3 separate regions of the Sus scrofa genome follow, and regions 2 and 3 are each linked to region 1. The links are chromatin contacts, called in public Hi-C maps. All regions are on one chromosome and are shown on one strand. The core of a region is the stretch at or near the end of the contact, and the rest is flanking DNA. Distances in the headings are between cores, read along the strand shown.

The links. Hi-C and Micro-C count contacts between places; a contact is called where the count stands out from the background.
Region 2: a Hi-C map of skeletal muscle shows a contact between it and region 1, with 5 times the contacts expected there. The contact joins the enhancer-like site here to the promoter of HDAC6 in region 1. A contact is called at or near these places in 7 of 47 Hi-C or Micro-C datasets (heart right ventricle, liver, retroperitoneal adipose tissue and 2 more) and 1 of 2 datasets of contacts at active chromatin or transcription factors (alveolar macrophages).
Region 3: a Hi-C map of heart right ventricle shows a contact between it and region 1, with 2.9 times the contacts expected there. The contact joins the promoter of SUV39H1 here to the promoter of HDAC6 in region 1. A contact is called at or near these places in 4 of 47 Hi-C or Micro-C datasets (alveolar macrophages, blood, epiblast stem cells and 1 more) and 1 of 2 datasets of contacts at active chromatin or transcription factors (alveolar macrophages).

What each region holds. Positions count from the first base shown.
Region 1 is chrX:42,916,401-42,919,731 of Sscrofa11.1, forward strand. HDAC6 (histone deacetylase 6) reads left to right here and starts at 1,511. Exons shown (of 29, transcript XM_003360315.5): 1 at 1,511-1,661; 2 at 2,732-2,854; 3 at 2,939-3,067; 4 at 3,207-3,295. The coding sequence starts at 2,762. It overlaps LOC110257658 (a long non-coding RNA gene), which reads right to left and starts at 1,523. Exons shown (of 6, transcript XR_002340570.1): 1 at 1,438-1,523.
Region 2 is chrX:42,844,924-42,848,465 of Sscrofa11.1, forward strand. No RefSeq gene overlaps it. Among named protein-coding and RNA genes, the nearest start is that of GLOD5, 30 kb to the right of the region's middle. Within about 2 kb of position 1,943, at least 70 of the 83 cell types and tissues checked have an H3K27ac peak or open chromatin away from gene starts, as enhancers often do. A contact at or near this core is called in alveolar macrophages, liver, retroperitoneal adipose tissue and 2 more, where this site is marked.
Region 3 is chrX:42,796,000-42,799,399 of Sscrofa11.1, forward strand. It overlaps SUV39H1 (histone-lysine N-methyltransferase SUV39H1), which reads left to right and starts at 1,310. Exons shown (of 6, transcript XM_021080076.1): 1 at 1,310-2,154. The coding sequence starts at 2,136.

The DNA.
Region 1 (3,331 bases), core at 261-2,760:
AAAAAAGGAAAGGAGGAGTTTCCTGGCGGCCTAGTGGTTAAGGATTTGGCATAGTCACTGTGGCTGTGGCTCAAGATCCATCTCTGGCTTGGGAACTTCTGTGTGCCATGGAAAGGCAAAAGAAAGAAAAGGAAAGAAAAGGGAAGGTGTTCCCGTCATGGCTCAGCAGAAACGAATCTGACTAGCATCCACGAGGACGCAGGTTCAATCCCTTGCCTGGCTCAGTGGGTTAAAGGATTCGGCATTGCACTGAGCTCTGGTGTAGGTCTCAGACACGGCTCCAAACTGGTGTGGCTGTGGCTGTGGCTGTGGTGTAGGCCGGCAGCTACAGCTCCGACTGGACCCCTAGCCTGGGAACCTCCATATGCTGCGAGTGCAGCCCTAAAAAAAGAAGATGAAGAAAAGAAAAGAGAAAGTGAAAGAAAGAAAAGGAAGGAAGAAAATGCCCCAGAGGCCAGTATGTGGCCTGCAAAACCTAAAATATTTACTATCTGGCCCTTTACAGAAAAAGTTTGCCAACCTTTGTTGTACAGAAACCTCCCTTCTGACTATACAAAAAAAGTGGGTCTTGGCCCTTACAAGACTCCCTACTCTTTCACTTTGCAAGCATCACCTCAGAACGTTCCTCTGTGTTTATCACTGCATATACATGTTTTCTCTGGCGTACGTGGAGGTGTAAAGGTCTTTTAGCTGCGACCCTCTTCCACTGGGACAAAAGACACGTTCAGGTAGGAAAAGAGTGGAAGGGAAGACTAGGTTGAAACGGGTTTGCAAGAGTGTCAGAGGGCCCAGCTACTGGGCGGTGGGGCTGTCAATCTGTTGGTTAGTCAGCGATGCTGAACCCCAGACCCCTTATCTCTCCCGCCCCAGCCTACAGCCCGGTAGGAAATGGTGAAGAATGAGAGAGGGAGATTAGGAGGACAAACCGGCCTCCTGCGAGGCTGATATTCAGACATTTAGCCATGGGGTGGGAGAGAGTTGGGAGGGCGCATTGTGGGGGGGGGGCGCAACTCCCCCCTACCCATACACTTTCTATTCCAGCTTGCGTGCAGAGGTTACCCACTGGAGGGAGCAGACAGGAAGAGCTGTCACCCAAGAAAAACTCCCCTCCCAAGGTCCATTCTGACTCCCCGGCACTATTATCACAATTTCCCAGAGGAGGAAACTGAAGCACAGAGTCGTTCAGTAACTTGCCCAAAGTCACATGGCTAAGTCCCATAACCTCAGTTTCCTTATCTGCAAAGCAGCCTTAGTACTGGGAAGTACCTCATAGAACTGTGGCTTACGACAATGCCTGTCACATACAACTTGCTATCGTCACGATCATTCCCCCTTCCATTCCACCATCCATTTTCGCGGCAGACTATTAATAGCTAACATTTGGTGAGTGCTTCCTTGCGTACCACCTTAGTGAATATGAACTCAGAAAATTCTCACATTTGTCATCATCACCACTCCCTTTTTGGCCGCCACCAGCCTCGTCCAATTTCCACCGCGCTCCAGGCCCAGCCACCAGCCCGCCCGCGCTACGTCATCACGGCGCGCCGCGCGGGAAGCCAGGGGGCAGGGAGAAGACGCCCTTTCCTAACTCCCTCGCTTGCTTGCTTGCACTCTTGAGTCACCGCACGGTACAGTTGGCGCGAGTCCGGTGGGCTCCTAAGGTAACTGGACAGGGACAAAGAAACCGCGGTCACGACCGCCAGGGTGACAGCTGTGGCGATTGGGGGAGGGGAGAAGCTTGAGCCCGAGCGCCGCGTCAGGCAGCCGGCGCGCGCTTCACGCAGGCGCGGCACGGCCAGCGTCGCGCACTGACGCGCTGATCCGCCGTTTGTGCGTTCCGCTGGAGGCGCAAGGCCGGCTCTCCCCGGTGTGGGCGGGATCGGGGCGGGCTGTAGAGAGATCTGGCCCAATGGAAAAGAGAGGCTCAGGCACCCGCGGCCCTACAGGTCGCCGAGAAATTGGCGGCGCGCGCCAAGGGCGGAGTTTGAGAAAGGGGCTGCGCCAAGTGAGTGGAGGGATTCGTCAACGTCGACAGCGGGGGCGGGGAGGGGGGGGCGGGTCTGGGGGAGGGGCTCGGAAATGGCTGTAGGGGCTTGGGGAAGCGTTTGGGGTTGGGCCTGGGCAGGGGGTGGAGCCTGGCGGAAGGGAAAGGGCAGTCCCCTGAGGAGCTGGGCTCCTTGAAACGTTAGGGGCGGGATCTAGCCTAGTGGAAGGTGCCGGTCCAGCCCGATAAGGGGTGGAGTTAAGTGGATCGTTAAGGGTGGAGTCGGGGCCCGGGGCTGGGGCTGGCTGAGTGAAAGGGTGGGTGATTATCCTGGGAGATTGGCTGGCCAGGGCAGGTTTGCGAAGGGGTGGGGTCTGGGCGAGGCTTTGAGGAATGAAAGGATCTGGGAATGGGGCTTGATAGAGTGAAAGGGGCGGTGATTAGCTGGCAAGGGCTGGCTTAGATCAGGACTGGGCCAGGGGGTTAATTGCTCTGTGAAAGAGCCAGACCGAAAGGGTAAAGAATAGTGTAAAGGGGTGGAGCCTCGTGGAATGGGCGGGACCAAGTGGAATGGACACCCCCTTGGAGGGAGAGAGCCTTGAGAGAGGCGGAGTTTAGAGGTGGTGGGGAATAGATAGCCTAAGGGATGGAGGCTAGCGTAGGGGGCGGGGCCTGGGAAGGGGCTGGGATGAGGGGTCTTCAGGGCGCTCGGGGCCCCTTCTCAGTCACCTCCATCCCACCCCCCAGAACCGCGTCAGGGGTGAAGTCTCCCCAGCCATGACCTCCACCGGCCAGGATTCCACCACAACCAGGCAGCGAAGAAGTAGGCACAACCCCCACTCCCCCCCACACGACTCCAGCGTCACCTCGGTGAGGCCCCTGACCGGCCCTCTTGAGGGGGAGGGGGAGCAGTGGGCCGTGTACTGGACTCTGACCCTTCTCTCTGTTTGGCAGAAGCGAGGTGTTAAAAAGGGTGCCGGACTCCGCTCCAGCCCCAATCTAGCGGATGTAAAGAAGAAAGGCAGAATGAAGAAGCTTAGCCAAGCAGCCGAGCAAGACCTAATCGTGGGGCTCCAAGGGCTGGTGAGAGGGGGCCTGGCTGCAATGTAGCCTCCTGTGACAATCAAAACCGTGAGGTTCTCCATCCTGGAGAGTGTGGGAGGTTCCCTCTGACTCAGGCTCTCAATGCATCAGCCTTTCCCTTTTTTCTTTTTCCTCACAGGATCTGAACCTGGAGGCCAGGACACCGTCTGGCACTGGCTTGGTGTTGGATGAGCAGCTAAATGAATTCCACTGCCTCTGGGATGACAGGTGAGGCTGGCTTCTCCAGGCCATACTCAAATCACA
Region 2 (3,542 bases), core at 693-3,192, 71 kb before region 1:
TTGGAGTTCCCGTCGTGGTGCAGTGGTTAACAAATCCGACTAGGAACCATGGGGTTGCAGGTTCGATCCCTGGCCTCGCTCAGTGGGTTAAGGATCCGGCATTGCTGTGAGCTGCGGTGTAGGTCACAGATGCGGCTCGGATCCTGCATTGCTGTGGCTCTGGTGTAGGTCGGTGGCTACAGCTCCGATTCGACCCCTGGCCTGGGAACCTCCATATGCAGCGGGTGCGGCCCAAGAAATGGCAAAACAAAAAAAAAATACAAAAACAAAATTTTTTAATTAAAAATAAAATAAAATAATATCATGGTTATGTATGTTCTTTACATTAGGGGAAGCTGGGCAAAAGTTATACAAGAGCTCTGCACTATTTCGGCAATTTTTTCTAAGTCAAATGATTTCAAAATAATTTTTAAAGGGAAAAAGATCTAAGGACATAAAAAGTAACTTATAAAGCTTAAATACATCGTTCCACAAGCTCAGAAAACAACATTAAGCCCCTTTCGCAGTCCAAGAAATGCCAAAAACCAAAAGTCAGATTCAACTTTAAGAAAGAACAAAAACCAAAACCCTACACTTGCAAAGACAAGGACCCTCAAACAACTTAGAGATTTCACACCCTAGGACAGAGACCCACAAACATCTGGAAGACCTAAAACCCCTGTGATGCAGACCTCAAAATAGCTGAGAGACTTCACAATTTGTTCAGAGATGCCCTGCCCTGAACTGAGATTCCAACGCAAGTCTGAGATTTGACATTCCAGACACAAGTCCCCCAAACTGCACACAGCACAGGAACCTTATGAGTTGACTGACTTGAGAACCACTTTCCTCCTACTCACCTACACTCAGCCGAACATCTCCCCAGCCTGATACTTAAAATCCCATCATTAAAAAGTTTACTCCTTTAAGTCTCGCCCCTCCCCCCGCCTTCAAAATTCTCCTTTTAATTGCCACACGCCCCTCCAGCTTACAGCATGAGATCATGCATTGCTCTCTAGCCGGGTATGGCCCAGCCCCTCACCCTACTCCTTCATACATGCACTGCCCCACACCCCAACTCAGGCCTGGACCAGAGGGGACAGGAAACTTCCAAGTCATCCTCTCCGGAGGGAGGAAGGGATGATTTGGAGGAGGATCGTGAGATCGCCTTGAACCTTCTCTGCAGGACTCGGACCTACAGAGGCAGCCTGTTACACGGATGTCAGAAGCCCTGGAGAATTTTTTTTCAGTGCTGTTGTGACCTGGGAGTGGATCCAGAAATCAATATAATGGGATGCAATAAGCATTGTTTTAAAAAGAGAAAGAACAGATAGAAGAGAATAGAAAAGATTACCCGACACAATCTGTGTCAGCCAATAATGCCAGCTTCTTTTACAGGTGCGGAAACTGAAGTTCCTAGATGGGATTCGAACCTACAGTCTCCAGTAGCCAAAGCCCTGCCTCAGCAACCCCAAACGCCAAACCGAGAGCCATAGCGCCTGCGCCAAACCAGTAGCCAATGACAGCCTGGAGCCAGGGGGATCCGGCTCATAGCCTGTAAGAGATTTGGGAAAACCTCTGTACCCTGGAAGAGCTTGAGTAGGCAATCTCACGGCGGCCAATCATAGCTGAGGGCAGGACTTGCTCCCACCCTACTCACCCAGCAGCCAATCACCGCTCCAGCTACCGCCTTCCAACCCCACCCCCACCCCACCCCGCCGCTGTTGATTAGACTCGGTAGAACCAACCCAGGCGGGACCAAATGAAAGGTCATGGTGATGGCGGCTTCCAGATAGGTGGAGGCTCCAGGTTGAGGGTGGGGTTCCCCCCACATGCCTGGCCTCCGAGGCCAAGGTCGGTCAGGGCATCGCCATTCTCTCCATTTGGGGCAGGGGCTGATCCATGCGCAAAGTCTTAGGTGTCCTCACATGCACAGTGGTTTCTTCCAAAGTACACGGCCCCCCCCCCCGTCCCCGTGGTACCTCCCAGAGTGGACTGTCCCATCCCGCAAAGGTGTGTCCAGGATCTGCAATGTCTCATCATTAACTATTCATTCCCACCCCTCACACTGCGTGCGTGACCTAAGAAGGGCTATTTCATATCAGTTTTCCACTGATGTTGATATCATGTCAATTGGTTCACGCCAATACAACTAAGTAGATATTTCTCTTTCACATCTTCCTCCCCCTGCCCATGTTCCCTCCCCGTCTCACTCTCACATATCTCCCCAGTGGACCATCCCAAATCTGATGAGCCTGTTGAGAGCGAGGGCAAGGGATCCAACCCCTTGCTGCAGTCCTGGCCCATAAGGAGGTTTCATTTCTCCCAGTGCTACTGATGAAAGTGTGAATTTGTGTGCCAACATCTATCGGAATAAAAAAAATGACACACCTTCCCACTAGGATGGCAGTACCTCCAGGATGTATATGGATTTCTGTTTCCTCTGTGTCTCTGCAGCACTTAAAACGGTGCTTTGCACACATTAGGTAGTCAAAGTAGGGACTGCTAAATAAATGACTCCTCTGACCTGGCAGTTCACTTCTAAGTATGTGTTCTAAGGAAATACACATGCACAGGTCTGTGCTCACAAGAATGGAAGGAGCACGCAACTAGCGGGGAAAGAGTGATTCATGTTATACTGTCACGTACAGGCTGGCTGTGAGATGGAATGAGACCTCAGCACTGGAAACGTACCCCAAATGGCTCAGGAAATATCCCATCATTGGACACAGAGCACAAAAGAGCCTGGAGACCTCACCCCATGGGGCACAGAGTCCAAAACAGTTTAGGGATCTCACACTGTGGACAATGACCACAAAACAGCCTAGAGACCTCATACTCTGGCCAAAAGCTGGCAAAAAAGCTCAGAGAACACACAGTTAGTTCATAGATAGCATCCTTCAGTCTCAGACTCCTACAAACATCTCAGAGACTTCACTCCCTGGGACATTAAAACGTCTCCACACTGGGATGTGAATCCCAAATGGCTGACATACCTCACAGCGCAGACACAGACCCCCAAACAGCTCAGAGACCTCACCCCCTGGGATTTACCTTAAAAATCCCAGCCAAGAAACTATTGCCTTTGGAATGGATGAGCAAAGAGATCCTGCTGTATAGCACTGGGAACTATATCTAGTCACTTATGATGGAGCATGATGGAGGATAATGTGAGAAAAAAATGGACATATATGTATGTGTGACTGGGTCTCTTGCTGTACTATAGAAAATTGACAGACCACTAAACCAGCTATAATGGAAAACATAAAAATCATTACAATAAAATTTTTTTTTCAAAAACAAAAATTCCAGCTAAGGAATTCCTTTCATGGCTCAGTGGTTAACAAACCCAACTAGGATCCATGAGGATGCAAGTTCGATCCCTGGCCTCACTCGGTGGGTTACGGACCCAGCATTGCCGTGAGCTGTGGTGTAGGTTGCAGACACAGCTTGGATCCCGAGTTGCTGTGGCTGTGGCGTAGGCTGGCAGCTGTAGCTCCGATTCAACCCCTAGAGCCTGGGAACCTACATATGCCATAGGTGCAGCCCTAAAAAGAAAAATA
Region 3 (3,400 bases), core at 60-2,559, 120 kb before region 1:
TGTGGGTTGGATCCTTGGCCTTGCTCAGTGGGTTAAGGATACGGCATTGCCCTAAGCTGTGGTGTAGGTTGCAGACGTGGCTCAGATCCCGCGTTGCTGTAGCTCTGGCGTAGGCTGGCGTCTACATCTCTGATTAGACCCCTAGCCTGGGAACCTCCATATGCTGTAGGAGAGGCCCTAGAAAAGACAAAAAAAAAAAAAAAAAGAAAGAAAGAAAGAAAGAAAGAAAAAGGTCATGACTTAAACCACTTTTGTGGGTTCGACAGGCCTCCTTGACTCCTGGGAGTGGGAAGGTCCCGTGTGCCTGGGGAGACTGGGGGCATGTGAAGGTCAGCATCTGACTCTGTTCTAGAAAGAATAAGGGAGAGAGGGGGACTCCACGGTGAGACTCCACTGTTAGCTGTTTCACAGCAAGCAGGGGCTACTGGAAGCTCAGCCTGATCAACCATTTCTCCAACCAGGTCACAGCTGGGCTGGCAGGCACAGAACAACCGTTTGGTTAACTGTATAACCATTTGGTTGACTACATAACTCATGGACCGACAGGGAGAGGGGCAATTTGAGGAAATGACAGTGCGGTTTCCTGACACCGTGAGCTACTGAAAATCTAACTGAATTACAGCCCACCTGGGACTGGCTGGAGCTGGTGACCTGATAATGCAGAAGGCAGGCAGGCTCCTGGGGGACTTACAGGCTGGCTGATTGATGACCCGTGTTGTTGCTGCTTGCCTAGGTGGTGGGATACTGTGAATGGCTGACTATTCCTAGGAATCACACCCGGCCCGAGGGAGTGTCTGGATGTCACGCTGTCTGGCGATGTGTAAAGGAAATCTACCCCAAGGGAATTTCAGGCTGACTGATGGACGATCTGTTGCCAACTGATAGGCAAGCCATATCTGGCGACTGACTGTCCACACTGGCCAGATCACACCATGCCTGACATATCATGTGGCCAGTCGGATGCTGAGAATGGCTACCTGGCTGGCTGATATGAGGGGCAGACTGAATGAGTCACAGGCCAGCTGGCCCACTGAAAGATCAGCGTAGCTGCCCGATCCCATGCCTGTCGTCGGATAGAATCACGGCCGCCTTGAGAGGGCCCAGGGGTGGGAGGATGTTGACTGACCGACCAATGGGGGGCATGCATCGCCTGAGAGGTGACAGACTGCTGACCACTGACGGGTGGCCTGGAGGCTTTAGCTGCTCTGACTACGAGGAAATAATTGCCTGATCCGTGGTGTGAATGGGGAGGAACCCGAGGGAATTACAGAGTGACCAACTGACAGTGGAGAGAGTGACTGCACCACGACAGGGCTACATTAGATGCTGACAATGACAGCCTGTCATGGTATAATCAGAGGCAGCCCGAGGGCCCCGTCGGTGGTGAAATGATCCCCCCGCCACCCCCCTCCTTCGGGGTTTGGAGCTGCTCCCAGGGCCAGGGTAGATGAAGAGCCTGGCTGCTGGACCGACTGACGGTGTGACAAAAGGACAGGCTAAGAGAATGACAGGCCGGCGGGCGTGCAGCGTAGCTGCTGTCAGCGCCGTATGTCTGCCTTGAGGGTCTCGCAGCTGGCCCCAGGGCACGAGTGGATGCTGCTATTGACAGACTAACAGCGTGAATGGGGGGCAGGGGTCTGATGAGGCGGTGGTCGTGGTGAATGACCCATTGTCTGATTTGAGTCGGGTGACTGCCTGAGCAGCTGTGTGTGGCGGTAGTCCACCTGGGGAGTCATGGCCTGCTTGGGGTTAAAAATGTGGTGACGGACTGACTGACGGCCGTAATTGGGGGTCTGACAAGACGGAGAATCCCCCCGTGCGGCTGGCTGACAACGTGATTGGCTGATAGCGTGACAGACAGACCGGCGTACGGGCAGGGCCTCCGGCAACCTCGGCAGCCACAGCCGTCGCCGCCGCCGCCGCCCAGACGCACTCTGGGAAAGCGCCGGCGAGCACCCGCCTTCGGGACCGAGCCGGGTGGCGGGGAGGGGTCCGGTCACGGCTCGCCGGTTGGTCCGCGCTGGCGCTGCTCGCGGCGCGGCGCGGCCAATAGGCTGCGCGTTCTCGGCCACGCCCGCGCGAGCTCTCTTCTCGCGAGGCCGGTTAGGCCCGAATGTCGTTAGCCGTGGGGAAAGATGGCGGAAAATTTAAAAGGTGAAGCAGTGGCGGCAGCGACGCGGGCCCGCTGGCCGGGCCGGGTGGGCTGGAGGGGTGGCGTCGCGGGCTCGGGGCCCCGGCGTCCGAGGCCACGGGGCCGGGAGCCGGAAGCTCGGCGCCGAAAGGCTGGGGCTCGGGGCGCGCGGGCCTGGCGCGCGGGGCTGGGCGGGGCTGAGGGGAGGGGGCGCGTGCCTCGGAACGCGGCGGGCACGGGGCTAAGTGGGGACGCGGGAGGGGGGCGCGCGCCGCAGTTCGCGACAGGACGGCGCGCGCACGCGCGGGGACTTGTCGGGGAGGCCGCGCCCGCGCGCGGGAAAATTGGCTGCCGGTGACCGTTACCCGCTTGGTGTCCACGCGAGACGCCGGAAGGGGAGGGAAGGGAAGGGGACGGACCTCCTTTTCAGAGTTGGGGGACAGGGGACTCTTCAGGGGGAGGGTATCTCCTCGCAGCGTGATGGGGGAAGGGCTTGCAGCAGAGAGGACTCTTCCAGGAAGAGGTGCAGGGGCTTCCCTAATGGGAGAGCTGGATCCCCCCGTGCGCAGGGAAAGAGGGGTGACTCTCTCAGTATGTTGGGGAAGGCGGGCTCCTCTGGGTGAGGAGAGCTGCGGGGAGGATGGGTTCCACAGGTGTGAGGGGGACCTCTGAGGGTAGGCGGGTCCACCTGTGGTCAGTGCGGAGCCAGCAGCTGGTGTGAGTTGGGACCGCTTGAGCGGGGTTTCAAATGCAAGTTGAGGGTTTGAAAGGGAGAAGCATCAGAGGGAAAAGGAAGCGTGGGCACAGGCCGAATCTCCATTAGGCCCGCTTAAGGGAGCGGGGGAAATGCACACGTAACAATTTCGTAAAGCTCTTGGCCATTTGTAGTGTGACATCTATAGAGTATTTCATCATGAGTAAGTATTTGATTTTTCTAACGGGAGGTCGGAAATAGTAAACATTTTTAAAAGGTGAAAATGAATGAGGACTGACTACATTTGGAATAAGGGCTTGTGAAATGATTTGATAAAATGGCTTCTAAAGCACAGTCATTAAGAATATGCCTTGAACTGTAAGAAGCCTTTTTAAACTTAAAAAAAAAAAAATCTGCATGTCCGGGAAAATTCTGGTAGTCCCCAAAACATTCCGGGGATATTCAAAATAATTGTCGTCACTAATCTATATTGTCGTGTCTGTTCTTGAATTAAGAGCACAGCCCTTTGGGTGAGCTGCACCCTTCACAGAAGCATGGACCAGACAAAGTCGAAA